Regions from separate parts of the Mus musculus genome. Here regions 1 and 2 are each linked to region 3. The links are chromatin contacts, called in public Hi-C maps. All regions are on one chromosome and are shown on one strand. Each heading gives the region's core, a stretch centred on a gene start, on an enhancer-like site or on the middle of the called end of the contact. The rest is flanking DNA. Distances are from core to core; before and after follow the strand shown.

The links. Hi-C and Micro-C count contacts between places; a contact is called where the count stands out from the background.
Region 1: a contact with region 3 is called in a Hi-C map of cortical neurons, with 1.9 times the contacts expected there. The contact joins two enhancer-like sites. A contact is called at or near these places in 1 of 39 promoter capture datasets (hippocampal neurons), 15 of 484 Hi-C or Micro-C datasets (cerebral cortex, cortical neurons, cumulus cells and 5 more), 1 of 115 datasets of contacts at active chromatin or transcription factors (embryonic limb bud) and 2 of 9 other capture datasets (adipose tissue and pancreatic islet).
Region 2: a Hi-C map of forebrain shows a contact between it and region 3, with 2.5 times the contacts expected there. The contact joins two enhancer-like sites. A contact is called at or near these places in 7 of 484 Hi-C or Micro-C datasets (the AML12 cell line, cerebellar granule neurons, cerebral cortex and 4 more) and 2 of 115 datasets of contacts at active chromatin or transcription factors (embryonic forebrain and neural progenitor cells).

The regions. Positions count from the first base shown.
Region 1 is chr11:25,643,722-25,648,397 of GRCm38.p6, forward strand. 5730522E02Rik (RIKEN cDNA 5730522E02 gene) reads right to left here. Exons shown (of 6, transcript NR_027973.1): 4 at 4,291-4,439. Among named protein-coding and RNA genes, the nearest start is that of Gm23514, 39 kb to the right of the region's middle. Within about 2 kb of position 1,835, at least 15 of the 459 cell types and tissues checked have an H3K27ac peak or open chromatin away from gene starts, as enhancers often do. A contact at or near this core is called in cortical neurons, forebrain and hippocampal neurons, where this site is marked.
Region 2 is chr11:25,709,419-25,713,728 of GRCm38.p6, forward strand. All of the region lies in intron 2 of 5730522E02Rik (RIKEN cDNA 5730522E02 gene), which reads right to left. Among named protein-coding and RNA genes, the nearest start is that of Gm23514, 26 kb to the left of the region's middle. Within about 2 kb of position 1,438, at least 9 of the 459 cell types and tissues checked have an H3K27ac peak or open chromatin away from gene starts, as enhancers often do. A contact at or near this core is called in cortical neurons and forebrain, where this site is marked.
Region 3 is chr11:25,852,656-25,857,211 of GRCm38.p6, forward strand. All of the region lies in intron 2 of 5730522E02Rik (RIKEN cDNA 5730522E02 gene), which reads right to left. Among named protein-coding and RNA genes, the nearest start is that of Gm51856, 71 kb to the left of the region's middle. Within about 2 kb of position 3,271, at least 26 of the 459 cell types and tissues checked have an H3K27ac peak or open chromatin away from gene starts, as enhancers often do. A contact at or near this core is called in cortical neurons, forebrain and hippocampal neurons, where this site is marked.

The sequences.
Region 1 (4,676 bases), core at 585-3,084, 210 kb before region 3:
CTGTCCTGCAGTTCTGTAGTTCTTGTTGAGATGGCAGAGGTAGCTGCCACATCACAAGGAATGCTTCTTCAGGATAAAGCAGGACTGCCTCCCTCTAGCCACAAAAGTTGCCTTAGATCCTCCTATCCTTGCTCCAGCTAGGTCTCCAAGGCCCAAAGTGCCTTCTAAATCCCAAGTCATTGAGTAGCAGAGCAAAAGTCTCTTTGTCATTCTAGTTGGTCTATGCACTAAGTCTTGAGTGGTTTGTCCTTGACTTAGTTGCTTCCTTTTCTACCCCAAAAGGACCCTGAGTTTTAGTTCTACAGCTATCAGCTAGTTATATAATTCTAAACAGCAATGTGTACTCCTGACCTACTGCTGATGGTGTAAGTAAGATGGAATAAAGGGCAGAGTGGTAACAACCCTGGGACCAACGTTTGCTCTTGTCTCAGAGATAGCAACTGAATATACTGGGTAAGGAAGGTTTATCTCCATCTTCCTTCCCCTCCCTCCCTCTCTCCCTCCCTCTTTCCCCCCCACCCCCTCTCTCTCTTCCTCCCTGTTTCCCTGCCACCGCCCCCTCCCCCCATTCAGCATAATGTCATTTGCTTTCTATAAGAAGTCTGATGGAAATTAATCTACAACATGATTCTAGACCGGAAGTACAACTGCAAATCAGAAAGGGTATGGAGGTGTTTTATAAGGCACCCAACAAGCAGGACTGTTCTGGACAGCAGATAATGCAAACTAGCTTTGCTGGAAATGAGCTGCAAAATACCTTCATTTTCTACTACACTAAAACCCTGATAAGATCACAACTGCTAGGGTCATACGGTATATCAGGTGGAATCACAGCCTTTAGAACGCCGTTATTAATGCAGACAACCTCACAATCAAAGAGGATGAGAGCCGTTTCCAGATGCCAATGATTTGATCCTATCTTATTTGGCTGTTTACATTCAAATAATGTGACTGTATAAATTTAAATAATACAAACCACCAACAGATGGATCCCAGAGAAAAACTGTGCTTTCACTGAGACCCTGAATGTACACTATACGGTGCTTTACAATTTATTTGAGCAGAGCTTGCATTTAAAAAAAATGGGGAGGGGGATAAAAAGAGACTCATTTCTTCTACCATTATGGAAATAAAAGGACGGTGGCTTTAGTTCGAGCTGACTGTGCCAAGGAAACATGCAGTTCCCTAACCTCTGGTACAATGTACCCATAAGGTAGCAAGCATCAAAGCATATTAAAAGATATTAACTGCATATTTGCTTATGAACAAGATAAAAAGCTGTAGGGCCTCCAGGTTCTCAAGCTGTGAGTGGAACAGCTTTGCAATTTGCCTGCAAAACTGCATTTTGATCTTAATGAATATAAAATGGCTGCCATTAAAAGTAAAACAGATTATTTCGGGTCTTCCAGGGCCCATAGCTCTTTGCCGGCCTTGGAGGGCCACTATGATCTTTCATTAAAATCTCACAGCAGGGCTCCCTCACCAGCAAATCAAGCCTTGCAGTCTAGGAGATTGGCTACATTTAAAAGTAATTTTCAGAAATCTACACAGATTTTCAATTTGGTAATGAAAGCCATAAGAGAATGCAGGCGGCGTTTTGTCGAATATTGTTACTGATCCAGCGCTCACATTCGTTAGAAATTAAACTGCCCCGTAACTACCGCGCGCTGATGGCAGCTTGCCATTTCGGCTGCGTTCTAATCTCCGTTTGTTAATGAGTAGCATGTGCTAATTGTTGTCATCCTTCCACAGGAGCAGCCCTTCCCTAGCTAACATATTGTACCTGCCCAGAGGTGGAATCTTTCGCCTTGTTCCTGACCAAGTCAGAACAGAGAGCTGGAGTCTCCGTGCTCCGACCAGAGAGAGAAGCACCCTTTCCGCGAAGCAAGAGGGAATCGGATCTCAAACTAGGTGTTATTTTATTCGATGGATCCCTTTTGTTGTCTTGCTGTTTTGGTTTTTGTTGTTGTGGCTTGTTTGTTGTTTTCACTCAAGCCCCAAATTTCTAAAGTTCCAGAATAGACAAAATGTTCACTTCAAAGATCACTTTCAACAGCGAGGAAGGATTCCTGTAACCACATCAAATAAAGGGTAACCTGCTGAGGAGGGCTGAAAGGATGGAATGTCCCAGTGACCCTTAGTGTTTGTCAAAGTCATGTGAAGAGTGTACATCCACCCTCGGAATGGTCATAGACCCCACGGGCTTTTAAGACAGGCAAATTTGACTGGGTTCCTTGGGGAATGCTACTCTAAAGTGTGGGGGTGGGAGTGGGGAAGGGGCAGATGTGTGGACTCACAATTTGTGGCTCCCCTAAAGGAGAAGGCACAGAAAGAGGGACTCAGTAAGTTTAGTATTCTGGGGTGTGGCGCAGACAGACATCTGAATAAAGAGAAGCTTAAGATAATTACAGATGATTAAATAGAAAACATTTATGTGCATGCGTTCCAAGACAGAATGAAACTGCTATTTCCTTTATGCTTGTCCTTCCTTGGTATAAGGACTAAGGAGAGTTATTTTTTTCTGAGACCCTAGAAACAAAAATGTCAGATATACTTCTCTTTTGGAAAACGCATTCAATAAATTTTCTTTACTTGGCAATTCTCTTTACCTGGCACCTTTAGGGCAAAGCACTTCCCTGCACTAAAATGTGACGAACAACAAGAGCTGCTCTCCGCTTTCTCTCTGACTGGATATAAATTCTTCCTGCTGATACAGAAAGAATCTTCATTTAGAATAGCACTTCTCCTTGGCAGAGTGCTGGCAGCCATGAGAGCATATATGCAAAAGATATGTTTATTTTCCGGGGGCCAAGGCAGCCACTGTGTGGCTGAGTTAAGCAAGACTCGCTTCTAGCATCTGAGAGGCTTGTCTGGGCTGGGTTTCTTTGGTTTTCACAATGAACAATTTTAATTGGGTGGGATGTCTATGATTCTAAGGAAGTGACAAAAGGACCCTTAACAAGGTGTCACTGTTAATGTGCATTACGGTGTGAGGAGAGAGCTCACACCACAGCCTTGTCTCCGTGGCCTCGGGAGACCATGGGAAAGAGCTATAAACAACTTGGTAAGCAGTTTTGAACCTGCACTACCTGTGTTTGCTATTCTAATTGCAAGAAACATCCCTGTAATATATTAGGGCTTTTTTTTTTTTTTTTTTTTACCTTTTTTCCCCTCAAAGTGACATGAGAAATTCTCCCAGTCCCATAGGAGCAAGGCTCCTTTCATTTGACCTATCACAAGTGGCTCTAATAGAACTGAGAAGTCTCAGGTACATTTTGACAACTGTATACTTTAAGGTCCCTTAAGCCTATGCTAAGCTGTGAACAGAGGAGGAAAGACACTTTATCAATTTTTACTCTCCAGAACTAGAATGTAACAAAATGTTAATGTCGCCTCAATAACTATAAAAAGGCAGAACTTTAGGTCACAAAAGTTAATGTAATTATTCTTCAAATACGAAAGCTGAGTTTTACTGGAAATAATAAAGTCCAATTATTTACTTTGTTTCAGAAGTATAACGAATGGAAGCAGGCATTGTTCTGGTCCGTCACTTTTAATTTTTCAATTCTGTTGGAAAATACATATTTATACAATACAATACATACATACATACATATGAATTTAATGGAAACTTTTACTTAAAAATTAAAGATACCTTGGTCCTGTGAAGGTTATATGCCCCAGCATAGAGGAATGCCCGGGCCAAGAAGAAGGGAGTGGGTGGGTTGGTGAGAAGGGGGAGGGGGGTAAGGGGGAGAGGGTTTCCAGAGGGGAAACTAGGAAAGAGAATAACATTTGAAATGTAAATAAAGAAAATATCTAATAAAAAATTAAAGATAAAACACATGACCTTTTAAGTGACATAATAAAAGTTTGCAAGAGAAAACTCGGGTTTATAAAATAATACATGTTAGGGCCAAACAAATGGAGAGAGGGAGCTTAAAGTGGTCCATTGCAAATATATCTACTAAAATCCATACTTCTTTTATAATTTTATCATTAATTTGGCACTTCCAATTAAAATTCCAAAACCTCCAATTGAGTAAATCTTTGAGAATATTATAGTATTTGTTTTGAGCATATGAAGTTTTAAATTTTGTTATTATTATGAAAAATCTTCTAAATTGTATGCTAGAACTCATAAGTTGTTTGAAATCTACTTTCTAGTAGATATAAACTATTTTGGATTTACACAGCAAACCTCACAGAACCAGCCCTAAAGGGAAAAGTGGCTAATTGAAAAAGTATGTCAGAATTTATAAATAATTTTTCCCTAGAAATAATACTTACATAACACTTTGAGGCCAGATGTGGAACCACACACCTTTAATCTCAGTATTTGGAGAGTCGGGGCAGAGGCAGGGGAATTGATCTCTGTGAGTTTCAGGCCATTCTCTTCTACATGGCAAATTCCAGGACAGCCAGGACACAGTGAGATACTGTTCAAACAAGCAAACAATGTCAAACTCAGTTTGATCCCAAGGTAAGCCCAGATGAATCAAGATTTTTATCATTTATCATTTTAAATGCCTTTTGACTTATCCTTTGCTTTTAGAGAACAGAAATCCATGATCTACAAGGGAGTAGAGAGTGAGGTGAACAGCTGGGGCATTAGGGGAAGATAGGCTTGGGAAGGGACAAGAATAGAATCCTCTCTTAAATCTCCTATGTGTGGG
Region 2 (4,310 bases), core at 188-2,687, 150 kb before region 3:
TTTCATCATACCAGCTGGACTTGCTGGAACACTGAACTCTAGAAACATAAAGTCATTCCTTTGTCTTGCTTGCTGAGGATGGAAGCTAGGAATTGAACAGCTTGTCTTCAAATCTCCACTAAGTTGTCTACTTCTGTGACCCTGAGCACATTGCTTAAACTTCCTAAACTTGATTTCCTTGTTTTAAACTGGAAATGATAACAATGGCTCCATTAGAAGAGCTTCTGAGGATGGAGCAGGCTGACACATGTGGTAGATTCTGGCACCTAGGACATGGTCATTAAAGGTTAACCATCACAGTGTCATCAACTCGCTACAACAATTAGTCCCCTTTTGCTTCAGACCTCAGCACCCAGCAAAAGCCCTGTTTGTATACTATACCCTGAACTCTATGGATCTTACCTAAAAATCTTAGCAAATCCTTTTAAAAATTGAAATTTGTGACTTGGGTCTGCCTCCCAATTATGGTTCAGTCGCCTAGCAGACATCTCCAGATGGCTGCCTGTGAAAGGAGAACTAATTGGACCGAATTCCCAAAAGTCAGTCATTTTCTCTGCACCATACTGAGGGCCTGAGGCCTTACCACCCAGTTACCTCTCCTTCCTCATACATTTCTCTACCAGAACTGGCCAGCCTCCGGGCAGTTGGCTTCTGTCTGTCTCTCCCATCAGCCACTGCCAAGGATGCTAGACTGTCCTGTACTGGAGCCAGGTGGGGCTGGCAAAGCCAGCTGTTGTCTGCCTTGTGTTGCCTAGACTTGTAGATGCCAATCTTTCTTCTCTCTGGCTCTCAATAAATCTTTGGTGTCTTTGCTCTTTTCTGCAAATCTCGGGCATAGGATCCCATACTTCAGATTTTCCTTGTGGGGATGGAACTTTTCTAAAAAGGATAACTCTATCATTCATTTACTTATTCACTTGTTTTGTTTTGTTTTTTAATTTTGTTTTGTTTTGGATTGGTTTGGTTTACTGAAACAGATCAATATAAATGTGAGGTGGCATGCTATGCCCTCCAGAACTCAAAGAAAACAAACAGGTTTAATAAGGTTAGAGCGATAAGAACACCCACCATATCCAAACATGCAGCTTCTGGACCTAGGGGCGTCCCAGTGAGTAAGTTAACTCAGCACATCTCCTAGGATCTTCCATTTGTAATTATGCTGAGCCACAAGCTGATTGATCTCTCTTTAGAGGGAAGTGGAAAAACAAAACTTAAGTGTTTTCAGTGTTCAGCTCTCCTCACTGCTGTAGCTGCTTATCTGGCAGGAGCTAGTAGGATGCCTACAACCGCTTCATCCTAACTCTCCAAACGCTGGCAACAATTAAATGAATTCTTAAGAAGAGAATCAGAAAAGCAGGAGGCAAAATGAATGGCTTATCCAAGTGCTGGGGAAGGAGAGGCTGTGTATTCAAGATGGAAAGCATATAAATACACACACATGCATATTATGTTACATATCTATAAAAATGTGAAATGTTATTTATTTTGAGAATACCCAGTCATTTCCATCTGTAGTAAGAATCCATAATAACATTCTCTGTTTATATAACTCTTTTCACCTCAAGAGATCCCAAATGCATTTCAGACAGTTCTATATACAAACAGAGGGCAGGAGCGCCGCCATCTCTACAATGTGGTGGGAGCCAGGAAGAAAATGCTTGTGTGGCTGCATTTATCTTGGAGAGCACTAATAGGAGAGCAGAGAGCTGGTAAAAAGGCAGCGGAAGCTTATGCTCATCAGACATTGTGAGAGGGGCCTTCCATGCCTGGGGGACACTTGGTGACACCTCAAATCTTGATAGCTAATTGAAAAAAAAAAAGCTAAAAGAAATTCAGTCTATTTACTTTGGGAGAATGGGGGCTGATTCAGGACAAGGCAAAGTTAGTGTCTGTGGTCCGGAGTCTAGAGCATAGACATCAATCAGACACAAGCATTCTTCCCCTGCAGTTTCTGATGTTGTGTTTGCTTGTGACAGGAACATATAGAAGAGCAGTATATATGGATTCATCTTTACCTATGTTCTCACTCATAATCTGCTTTCAAAAGGATTGGATAAATCTCCTAGTAAACTCATTCTCTGTCCATCAACAATTCAGTCCAGCTTAGCTCACGACATGACTGGTCTGGCTTCCACAGCATGCCCATTTAAAAACAATGGGAGATAAAAATAATAGTAAGGGTATGTAGGTATTCACATCTCATAAACTAAAGCTTGACTAAAGAGAATATTCCTACATGACTCTGAAAGTAACACACTGCAAACATCTTAGTATCAGAAAATAAATGGGGAAAATGTCTTAATTCTTTTTCAAAGAAAATAATACTGACCAAATGCCCAGTTACAAAGACTGTACTTAAAGCCTTAAATCATGCTTGTCTGATTTACAAATGAAAAACACACAAACACAACAGCAGCAGTGGCTGCAGCAACAACAAGGACAACCACAAAAGCACTTGTCCCTAAGGAGAGAAGATTGGGATGGAACCACAGAGAATAAAAAGAGAGCTTCTGTATAGAAGTATCTTGTTGCTAGTCCTGAAAAAATTAAAATTTTCTGTTCCTCAAAACCTTGGACTTTTCTAGTAGTAGCCTTGGTATCACTAAGGTATCAAGGTCCTCCTACTGAGACCCTCTCTATTAAAAATATCCAATCTATGAACACAGCCAAATATCCCTCTCTGCTATCTTAGGACAAATGAGGAGTGTGTGTGGTCCTCCTATCAAGAGCCAAGCCCTGGAAGAAAGCTCACTCTTTCTTCCTTAGAGGACAAATGCCTCTTTCTAGGACATTGGGCAAGACTTGGGCACTATAACACCACCACTTTTTTTCATACTGATCAGCAAGCCTTGGAGATCACACTACAGAGTAATTTGAACCTTATAGCAAATAGCTAAATCCACCAACAAGTTCACAGGTACTGGATAATTTCAAGCATGAATAGAGCTCTTTTCTTTCTCCTTTTTTCCTATGGTTTAACCATTGTGGATGTATATCATAGTGCAGTTTGTAAATATAAATGCAATGTCCAAGTTGTGAGAAAAAACAACCACAGATGGAAACTTCTGGAACTATCATCTAAAATCCATCCATCTTCTTTCTTTCATTAATTGGTTAGAGACAGACATTAGGAAGGAATGGAACAAAGCAGACTTTTCTGCACATGATGAGACTGTTTTCCCCATGAACTCCTAGCAGTTGTGGCTGCCTTCATATGGTCAACTCAATCAAGTGTCTACTATCGATTGGGAAGCAATTCATGAGCTCCCATCTGTAACTGAAAATTGATGGCTTCTAAGGAAGAAAGAGTGAGCTTTCTTCCAGAGCTTGGCTCTTGATAGGAGGACTACACTCCAGTGGATGGTTCCATATTCAGAAGTATATGGACATGGCAAATTGTAGTCAATGGGTTATTAATTGTGGTTGGAATGACAGAGAAAAGGGACAGATCTAGGATAAGTTAAGAGTTAGGAATGGATATGATCAAGCTTTATTTTTTGAGATCCTAAAAGAATTAATACCTATATTATGGAAGAAAGCAAGGCTCAGGAAGATGAGCATCAGAGATCTCTGGAACTAGACTCAGGTTTAAATCACCAGATTAGGTTAGGCCTCTCTGCTGTCCCTCCTAATTTCCATATCAACCCAAAGATGTACTCCCTGAAGACTCCTGGTTTCCTAAAGGAAGACTGCAGAGGATGCCACCTTCTCTTGGTTTCTAATAAAATATACCAACATCAGAATGCTCATTCCTCTTCCCATTCATGGGTTAGTGGGGTGCAGGATTGGTCCATTGTAGTGATAGGACAAGACACGACCAACCCAATATTATTTTCAGCCAAGGCCAACTCTAGAACACAGGGCTTCTTTGTGCAAGTAACAAAATGCTATTCCACCCTGGCAGATGCATTGCAGAAAGGCCCTTTCCTCTGCCCAATGCAGACCCAGCCTGGGGCATACAGCTTGGCAAGCAGCAGCAGGGCTAGATTCCAGCCCACACTTGCCTACTGTCTTAGTCAGGGTCTCTATTCCTGCACAAACATCATGACCAAGAAGCAAGCTGGGGAGGAAAGGGTTAATTCGGCTTACACTTCCATGCTGCTGTTCATCACCAAAGGAAGTCAGGACTGGAACTCAGGCAGGTCAGGAAGCAGGAGCTGATGCAGAGGCCATGGAGGGATGTTCCTTACTAGCTTGCCTCCTCTGGCTTGCTCAGCCTGCTCTCTTACAGAACCCAAGACTACCAGCCCTGAGATGGCCCCACCCACAAGGGGCCTTTCCCCCTTGATCACTAATTGAGAAAATGCCTT
Region 3 (4,556 bases), core at 2,021-4,520:
CATTCAAATGTTTCCTAAAGGGTAGAGCAACTTTCTCCAGTAGAACCTGTCTCTGAGCTTTGCTAATGTCCTACATGATACCTGTATTTTATCATTAGCAGCAGCAGCATCCTCTTCTTCATAATCAACAATTAATTATTATAGATTAATATTTATTAAGTAAATTACGACATGCTAGGCATTATAGGGACAACAATTTCATGAACATCATTTCATTTCCTTGGCATTTATTTTATATTTTCCTACTTATTTTTATTTTGATACTCTCAGGTAAAGTTGCTTGGCTCATGTTAAGAGAAAAGAGGTGTTTCTTAGGCTTGCCTTCTATGCATTCCAGGGGCTGCACGATGCTAGGCCCCCAGCACAGTGCCCACAATGCAGAGATACGCAGAACATATTTGCTGACAACTGAAAAACAAATACAGATTCATAGAAAAACAGTGTGATCACCAAAAATATGGATGGAAAAAATCAAATGGCAGGGGCCCGCCTGTGTGCACAACACCAGAAAAGCTGTGGGAAGCCTGGCAAGTGGGTCTCAGCAGGCAAACAAAGCAGACACATCAAGGCAGCCCCCACTCCCTCCTGTTGCCATTCACTCTCTCCTTCCAGTCCCCTCTCCCCTGCCCCGCCCCCTCAGAGGGTCCTCTCGCCAAGGAGGCTGCTTGATCAGTTCCAAGCAGCCTATGCTCCCTCATAATTGATAAATAGAGGTGTTTTCTGATCACCTTATAAATCACAGCATGCAAATGCTCACACTCGAGTTGGGGAGGAGAAGGGATAGGTTTAAGAAGCCTGAGTACCCTGAAGATAAAGAAATACCTCTTGCCAAACGACAAGGATAATTTCTTTTAGCATAATTGCCTGCCTAGGTATTAACCATGAAATTACAGAAGGGGGGGGAAAAGCACCAAAAACAGATATTACTATTTCTAAGAGAACAAAACAGCACAGTATTCCAAACCAGTTTGTGATTATTAAATTACATAACCTGTTATGCTCTAAACTGAAATGCCTTCTTTTTCCACTGTATTTTAGCCTATTTTCTGCCTCAAATTCTCTTGGAAGTAAGTGGAATATGAATATCAAACTAATTTCTATTACCTAAAAAGAAAAAAGAATCACATCCCCAAACTAAAGAGGTCAGAAGAAGAACAGCTCCAGCATTTATCACTCTGAGAAACAAAGGGTTAATAAGATAAGAGATATCTATAATTGTTGAATTGTTTTTTATTCAACATAGTGTTCACAAGAGGGGCTTCCTTAATTTCATGGGGAGTTTTGCTAAATATTATATTTCTATGACTGTTTACTGCCATAAACTGTAGATTCTTTTTTTATACAACAGACTCTTGTTATGATTCTACCTAAAGAAAGCCAAATTAAAACTGATTTACTAAATAGGTTAAGGATAGCACCCTCATTCATGATCTCAACTCCATTTCATGCTTAGACAGGCAGATCTTAATTATACACAAAAGAATACAAATGCTATTAGCATGATAATAATTATTTAGGAGATGTCCTCCTTTTTTAAAAAAAATTAAACTGGTATTGTCAATTCTGCAGCTACATTTTTTTTTTCAACAGAGTGACAGCTTTGCTCGTCACAGATATGTTCAAAGTACATATACACTATTCAAAGCTATGTAGACGATCTGAGCCGTCTGAGCTGAATACGCAGAGCCAGCAACGCACCGCACACTAATCATCATGTCCTACCAGCCGAGTACATGCAAATACAATCCTTTGTGACATTCTGTCAAATATTTGGAGGATTCTGTGTTCCTTATCACACCCCATCCCCATGTCCCCATCGACAAGCAGGCGCCCAGAAACCAGTGCCACCAATGGCACAGACTCCAGCATAGGCATACAATGATGCTAAATTAATGAAAAGAAAATTAAAAATTGACAGGGAAGTAGCTTAGCGGGCAGGGTCCAGGCAAACTGAAGTTCATGTTTGCTGCTTTGCTGAGCTGCCTGTGGGGGTCCTGAGAAATCTCTGCAACTCCATTCTGGATTCTGTGTCTAGAGATGTAAACATTGCATACAGTATCCAGCACACGACATAATGGATCAATGCGTGTAAGACCCTGCATTTGGAAAATCTACACTTGAGGTCAATATCTATTGTCACCGAGCCCACATATGATCAGAGGGAGAAAATGGACAAGTGTCACAGGACTAAAGAGTTGGCTACAGTACAAGTGATGTATTTTTGAACATTAATTTGCCAGAGTGGATCTGTTGTCTGTTGCTCCAGGCTGCGATTTTAATTATTTCTGGGACAAATGGATCAGTGATACACTGAAAATCTGTAGGACTTCTTGTCAAATTAATAAAATAATAATGGAAGTAGTCATCTCCAACTGCAAACTGTCACTGTCTTTGAGAGGTCTGTAGCCATCTAAATGGTTAAACAAACTACAATGTTCTTGAATCCTATTTGAAATCCTAAGTGTGGTGACATAAAATAGATTGTGTAGTGTCCATTGTACACAGTGACACCCACTGTGACAAAACCCGACTATGTTTAATGACCTTTTAAAATCTTATACCTAGAGTCCATAAAAGCATTGTAATTCAGTTGTAAAACACACTTTAATAATCAAAATGCAGCTGTTAAAATAGCGTTGCTCATAATTCTAACTGGAGGCAATTTTTTTTTTGTTTTGTTTTTAATGCAGAAGAGCAGACCACAGTTTAAAATTCCTGTGAGGTCACTATTGGCCATTACAGTGGTTTTTTGCAACTTAATAATAGATGTTTTAAAGTTTAAGTGTAGCCTCAGGCACTCATAGGCATTTATTACAAATCGCTGGTTGCCTCCCTTATGCAGAGAGGAATAACATTTACATACAGTAGCACGGATTAATAAGATAAAAAATTTGAAAAAGCCGTCAGTCAGGGAGTGAAACTGGTGCTAATAAAGCCCACTATATTCTTCGGAAATATCAAGCCGTCTGTTCCAATATTTTGCCATTCCCCATGAGGTATACAAATCCAAATCAGATAAGTCTCAAGCCATGCCAGAGACATGCTGCGCGGCTCTCCAGTGGCACTCGGCTGAATCTTTTATTTATCTTTAGAGCAATTGTACATTCTAGTACACTAAAGACTGAAATAAACTGAACATCACTCATCAGAAAGTTTCATAAAATGGGGCCCTCTCCTTCCTTGTTTGCTAAACCATGATTAGCGAGAAGAGCGCACTGTGAAGCATGTATCACGGGCAAGGAAATGTAATAGCAGGCTTGGGACCCGTGAGCAAGGGCTAGTTAAACAGAACAGTGTCTTGCCGGGTTGAAGTGTTGCTCACATGAAACCAGACCTAAAGGAGAGCAGGCTGCTTTGCAAGAGCAGTCTACTGCCTTTGCTTCTTGGTTTTAGGCTCTAATCCAAAGGTAGCCGGGAAAGAGAAAGGCAACATGCGCACATAATTTCACACGATGATTAGACTGCAAAGATCCTTGTTATAAAAACCACTGTGTCAGTCTCCCAAACTGCAGCATGACAAAGCTGCGCTTGGACTCATCCCTGCCCCTTGGAACACTGCTAATTAAAAAGTATAGCCGCTAGAGCTCTGGTTGGGGAGGAAGCTGCCCGTTGTTTCCGATCCAAGTGAACATTGATAAAAGAAATTTATTTATTTATACATAATTATTATTGTTACCCTACTGAACAGTGCTGGGGATTTAGAGAAATGAGACGCCATGGTACTAATTTTTCTTCAAGAAGTCTGCCATATTAACTCCACTGAATAATTACTGAAAAGCAATACACTCGTGTCATATTACCTTATGCAAAATTGCATTAATCAAAAAGTGAACCTGCTGCAATCAAGTAATTTGAGGGCGGGGGAAGGCATACACACACTGCATATTTTTCTCGGGACTTATTTTCCTTGCAGCAGAGTATTACCTAATAGTATTGTAGCAATGATCTCCAGAAAGGAGTAAATCAGAGAGGAAAAATTAATTTACAATCTAGACCTGACATTGGGGATGGATGGATGTGTGCACAGAAATGGCAAAGGAATGTCCACGTACTGTGATGACACATCCTCCACTGCTCCGACTCTGTACACAATAAAATAAATCCCGCTTGACCTCTTCAAGGAGTCAGACCATTGTTCCCCACACCAAGAAGTAAACGCAGCCGCTTAATTACACCCAGGAAGTCTTATAGAGCCCAGGGCTTACGCTAGAAAATGAACAGTTTCTTGTGATGGGCTTTCTTCAGACATTGGGGAGAGGGGAGAACAAATGTGTACGTGGAAAAGATCATCCCAGGTGTGCACGAAACGTGGCAAATTAGTACGGGTTCTTGTGCATGCATAATGTCTCATAAACACCCAAGTCCTAACAGCACTAATGTGAGTGCCATCGTTTTTTATAGCCTTTTGTCTTCTAAGTTTTGCAGTGGAGAGTGGAGAGGTGCCACTCAGAATATAGACTGGAGCAACCACAAGGGACGAAAGAGTGCTCATTACAAATGTGCATTTCGTTTCTTAATTTTGAGAAGGCTAGGTTGCAAGGAGGCAAGATGCACTG